2 separate regions of the Pan troglodytes genome follow, and region 1 is linked to region 2. Evidence: chromatin contacts called from public Hi-C data. All regions are on one chromosome and are shown on one strand. Each heading gives the region's core, a stretch centred on a gene start, on an enhancer-like site or on the middle of the called end of the contact. The rest is flanking DNA. Distances are from core to core; before and after follow the strand shown.

What was found. A called contact is a pair of places that touch in the nucleus more often than the background predicts.
Region 1: a Hi-C map of stem cell-derived neural progenitor cells shows a contact between it and region 2, with 2.7 times the contacts expected there. The contact joins the promoter of LEKR1 here to the promoter of SSR3 in region 2. A contact is called at or near these places in 1 of 7 Hi-C or Micro-C datasets (stem cell-derived neural progenitor cells) and 1 of 1 datasets of contacts at active chromatin or transcription factors (stem cell-derived excitatory neurons).

Annotation. Positions count from the first base shown.
Region 1 is chr2:160,030,864-160,033,616 of NHGRI_mPanTro3-v2.0_pri, forward strand. It overlaps LEKR1 (leucine, glutamate and lysine rich 1), which reads left to right and starts at 1,302. Exons shown (of 15, transcript XR_010155848.1): 1 at 1,302-1,518.
Region 2 is chr2:159,763,310-159,766,332 of NHGRI_mPanTro3-v2.0_pri, forward strand. SSR3 (signal sequence receptor subunit 3) reads right to left here and starts at 1,686. Exons shown (of 6, transcript XM_063807297.1): 1 at 1,303-1,686; 2 at 339-588; 3 at 1-127. The coding sequence starts at 104.

The DNA.
Region 1 (2,753 bases), core at 52-2,551, 270 kb after region 2:
CTTGGTTGACTGTCCTCTAGGCCTCTTAATCCTTTCTTCTTTGAGGGAGTGGAAACAGAAAATCAAGGGTAGGCATTGGGCAAAAATATCAGTCAGGTTAAATGTACAAGATACATCTACTAGACTTTTTTTTTTTTTTTTTTTTGAGACAGAGTCTTGCTCTGTCGCCCAGGCTGGAGTGCAGTGGCATTATCTCGGCTCAGGGTAAGCTCTGCCTCCCAGGTTCACGCCATTCTCCTGCCTCAGCCTCCCGAGTAGCCCGAGTAGCTGGGACTACAGGCGCCCGCCACCACGCCCGGCTACTTTTTTGTATTTTTAGTAGAGACGGGGTTTCACCGTGTTAGCCAGGATGATCTCGATCTCCCGACCTTGTGATCTGCCCGCCTTGGCCTCCCAAAGTGCTGGAATTACAGGCCCGAGCCACCGCGCCCAGCCATATCTACTAGACTTTTTAGTGCCAAGGAACAAGGCACTAGTGTTCAGTACTTCCTGGTGTCATTAATTAGTAGTTATCAATAAGCAGTTTGGTGTACCGATACTGCTCTGCGTCATTTAATCACTTCTCTAAATCTATAGGTTCAATTAATTTTCTTTGTATTTACTTAATCTTATTTTATTCAATAGCAAACCAGTCTCTTTGCCTGCTACAGAGCCATCGATGTTTTCTTTGGTTCTTGGAAGAACTGTACTTCGACCTTATATAATCCTCAGAAAGGCAAGATCTGGACTACGAATGAGTCACCTGCTAATTACACCAATGGCTGCTCCTGCCTTGACCAGTCACAGAGTATCACCCTATCTCGGTATGCTGCTCTGCTTGTCGCGTAGTAGGTCAATAAATACTTGTTTTATGAATGAATGTATGAACAAAGGGAAGTTAGTCACGTGTAAGGGTGGGTAGCCTGCGATAAATAAAGTGTAGACTAGGAGGTCTCAAAATACTTTTTGAACTAAGCCCTTAATCTTCACTACTTTGGACTAGAATGGAAATGTCACCAACGCCTTCCCAATTAATTTGTCCTGGCTGTAATGACTGAAACCAGAACTTCCCTTTACACCGATGACCTCTACAGGCATCTCTTTTTCCTCTGCTCAAGAACAGTAACTGCTCACTGCTGTGTCTACCACATAGGCCCCAGAGCAAGGGGTGATAGGTAGGGCTATAGGCTCCCGACTCCCGACTCCCGGCAGTGCCTCTCTCCAACCCCCCACGAGGCTGGGACAGCTCCCTCCATCTCAGCAGTCGCTACCAAGCACCCGACCCACTCTCGCCCGCCTCATCCCTCGATCCCCTTCCCTCCCTCTAACAGCACTCCGCCTAAGACTAGCCCAGCCTTCTGAGCCCCACCACCAGTTTTCCCACTTCCGCCCGGCGCGTGAGACCCTGCGCGATGCAGGGGAGCGCTGACGACAGACGTGGGCCGTGACGTCGCCGCGCCCTGACGTCCAGCCGACTGGCGGCGCGGTCGCCCGGGAGACCGGGAAAGCCGTTTCACACCCGTCCTAGTCGAAGTCGAGGTGAGGGACGATGGCTTTCCTCAGCCTGGGATGACCCGGTCCTCCAAATGCAGTTCCGGAGTGGAGGCGTGCTCGCACCCGGGGAGAGAGCCAGAAAGCTGAGCCGCGGCGCCCCAGCGAGAGCACGAGGCCCCGGGTCTGGACTCCGCCACCACGCTCCTCTGCGGCCCCTTCCTGGTGTCTGCCAGCCCGCGGGGCCCAGGCGCGGTCCGCCTTCCTCCCGGCCCCGGGGAACGCGCGGCTCTGCTTCCTCACCCCCGCACCCTCCTCCTCCTCCTCTTCCGGCCACTGCAGGTCCAGGGGGAACGGGGTTAGAAAGGGACAGATTTGAAAGCCATTCCAGCAGTTTTGTCTGGCCTTGCGGTTGGTTTCTGTGTGGAAGAGCCTGCCGCTTCAGGGAAGTCTTAGGACGTGAACTCCCGCCTTCACCTGCCCCTGACCTGCTTGTTGTGGGTGATTCACGCCATGGGAATGGTTCTTTACGTAAGGGCTTGAAAGCTGAACGTGAGTTAATGGCCTGACGTGACACTAGTGTGAGAAACGGAATTGGAAACGAACAAGGACGTGTCTGCATTTTAAAAAATGTCTTTTCGGTGATCTTGTTAGAGAGGAGGTTCACAAACACCCACGTAGCTGCAGCCACTTATCACTGCACCTCTTGCCAAAGTGCGGTCCACATACGTGCAATGAGAAAGAATTAAAGGGACTTGTTTGATAACACACGCAAAACTATGTAAGACTAAATTTTAAAAATTACAGATTTTCCCTGTTGCCAAAAGGAAAAGAGACCCTTCTTTTTTCTTGAGAAACTTAGTATTTGTGAATGCTTCCTCTATTTAATATGTATGCAAATGTTTTTAAAGACCTAGGAATGCTTTTCTTGAGGACCTGGAAGCCATTTCTTTAAAATGTAAACATCAAGGAAGATAGGGCCCCAATCTCCTTGTCACTTTGGGAGTTTAACCTAGGTGCGTTATTCCTAATTGTAAACACCTGTTTCGTTATGGAGCTGTGCATTACTTAGGAGGAAAGCCGTTAGCTAACACAGGTGGTTACCCCAATTACCAGATGAATTAAAGAGGAAATATAAAAGAATGTATAGAACACTATGTTAAGCCCTCTTACATGAGGACACGTTACCAGTTTCCTTGAGAATGTGTTATGGATTGTGTCTCCTTGGCTGTATAAAAGAGGGATTTCCTTCTGTCTTTGTAACCTCATTAGCAGATTAGCCG
Region 2 (3,023 bases), core at 436-2,935:
TTGTGCTTGAGAACAAATTTCACATTCTTGTATGCAAAGGCTACCAAATATGTGCTTACTAGGGTCATCACACTATACAAAACAGCAGACTGAATAAGATCCATATGCCATATTCGCCAGTATAACCCTGAATTAAAATAAAAGGGGGAAGAGTACAAAAAGAAACAAAACATTACAACCCCGTAACAAAAGCCTGCGAAATTAATTATAGCTAAGCCTGGTAAAATACCAGGTTATTAGTTATGCAATCCAATAGTATCTGAGGATCTTCAGAAGTGAGATAACCAGTAACAGTATAGTCTCAAGCTTTCCAGTTCAGAACATTTGAAAAACATCACCTTCCTATTACTAGTCCAGATGAGATTTCAACTTCTAAAATGAGAACAAACTCTGGCTCAACGTAATCACAAGTCAGACTTCAAATTTCATTCATCAGGGTACTAGCATGCGAAACACAGGCCATTCCAAAACGCCACGTGCAGTCCCAAACCATAGTTTCCTTGCTGACGTGGCTGTTATCAGAACTCCAAGCAGTGCTATGTCCAATTAGTGAGCCATCATATGGCTTCGCATCACGTTAATGGCACGCTGGGTTGTATAAGGACAAAAGAGAAAAATACATTTAGTTTTAAATGCCCAACAACAGTGCAGCAAAAGACAGGAGTTCTGGAAACTTGAGCTCTACTAAAAACGACCTTGTCCAAGTCTGCAGTTTCCCAACCAAGTGAGAATTCTAGAATTAGTCCAGTAGGATTATTAAAAAGTCTAAATAAGGTAGATCCCTAACCCCTGGCACTTCAACCTCTCTCTTTTTGCAAAAACCAGGAAAATTATGCAATGGTGTGAAGTAGCTCACGTAAAGATGCACTTATAATTCAGTGGGTCACTTCATAGGTTTCTCACCTAATTAATTTATGCAAAATAAGTAATAAGTTTAAAATTTCGTAACGGCAAGCAACAGTTGTATAGAAAAGGGCAGAGGCAGTATGCTTGAGTTTGTCTGTTTAAATAGAGATTCGGGGCCGCCACCCCAGAACTAGTTAACCACCTTCTCCTGGGGTGGAGCTCGGGAACGTGCGTACTTTTAACAAGTGACCTCCCCGAGTGCTGCACAGGACAATCCCAAGCGACAACACTGTGCCCAAAGAAGAGGCTCCGTGCCTCCCCGAGCTCAGGGGAGCTGGAGAGATTGCCGACCCCCGGCCGGCACCCACGCCTTGCCTGCTCGCCGGGTCCTGCCACGTCCCCGCCCAGCCCGACTAGCCGGCGGCCTGCCTAACCCGCCTCGCTCCCAGCACTCACAGATGGGGATGGCAGACACGATGAAAGCGTTCCCGAAGAAGAGCGCGGAGGACTTGGCCGAGAGATTGCGGCTGAAATCCTGCAGGAGCAGGTCCTCCTCAGACTGCTGTTTGGAGCTGCCTTTAGGAGCCATGGCGGAGCTGGAGGCGAGAACAGGGAACGTAGAGCCGGCCGCCAAGGCGGGCAAAGGCCCTTGACTCCGCCCCTGCGGCCGCCGTATCCGCTAACGACCCGTCAGCGCGGCGCGCGGAGGCGGGACCCGGTTTGGCGAAGAGCAAGCGTCCCCAGGATTGGCCAGCTTGGCGCCACTAGATAGGCTTCCGGGCGTGATTGGGCGAGCGGGCCAGACTTCCGGATTCCTGACAAGACACGTGACCCACCCACCTGGAGGAGAGAGAAGGGATTTGTAGTTTAGTCGGTGCTTTAAAAAAAAAATTAACAAAACTTTATTGATATTCCACTTCAGAGCTGCTGACGGACTCACGAGTTCTCAGTTCTTCAGAATTCCAAAATTAAAAGCTCTTCTGGCCCCACGCCATTAGTGCCCTCTGTGCGTACCCAGGACTGAGTACGTTGAAGAAGAAAGAAGAGAAAGGTATAGCTAACTCATGTAAAATCCCTTCTCCTTTACACATCCTTTATTTCATTAAATACCTTGAAGAATCTTATGACGTGCGCACCATTACCGCCATTGCAGCTGAAGAGCCTCAGGGTCGTAGACCTGCGGTGTGGGTCTCCAAGGCATGGGCTCTTCTCACTAAACAATAGGCCACCTCTGTAGGAAGAAGAAAATGGGACTCTTGCTTTTAAGAAACTCATGATCTCATTGATGAAGGCAATATTTAATATATGTCTGATACAAGTTACTACTATTTTATTTTATTTCAACTAGACCTATAGAGTTTTGTGGCTTCCAAAGCCATGCTAAATAAAACATAATACTAAGAACAGGTTGTCTAGGCAGGACTCCCTCTCTGAAGCTCAGAAAGATTAAGTATGTCTATTAAAACAGCTAGATTCCATTTTTAACTCAACACATTATCATTTTTTCTTCAAAAAAAAATTCAACGACATCACTCCCAGCAAATGCTGCTTTTGATTACTGAGAACACTCTAGTGCATTAGGCACAGTTTCCTCAACCTCCAGCCTCCTTATTAACCGTTTGGTAGATATCTTTCTTCCTCACAGTATCCAAATTGTAATCTACCTCCACAGCTTCCTGTTACTAGTCCTAATTGGGCTTTTGTCTTCAATCTTTTCCAGTCTATTCTCTATACAGGTACCAGAGTGAGTTTTCCTGAAATATAAATCCTTCCATTATCTACCACAAGTATTCCTTAATGCCAGAAGTTTTCATTAATTCACCACAAAATGAAAAAGAAAAAAAGACCATCTAGTGAATTTTTCAGAAGATCAAAAGTATTCATTTTAAAATATCTGGGTTTATGTCTTTTTTGATGTTAAAAATGCTCTTTATTACATGGTAGTGATAGAAAAAGAAATTATTATTTTCTCTTACACATACTTCTCCCCCAGTTCTTCCTATCTCACTAAGTTGCATTCTTTTAAACTCATTTGTTGTTCTGGTTAAAATGGTGGGTTTCAACACCAATTATTTTTTTCCTTCTCCATCTATGACCAATTCATAAATAAAACTTTTTGGATCTGTCTCTATAACTAGATTTTCTTCTGCCTATTTATAAACAAACTAAGGATATAA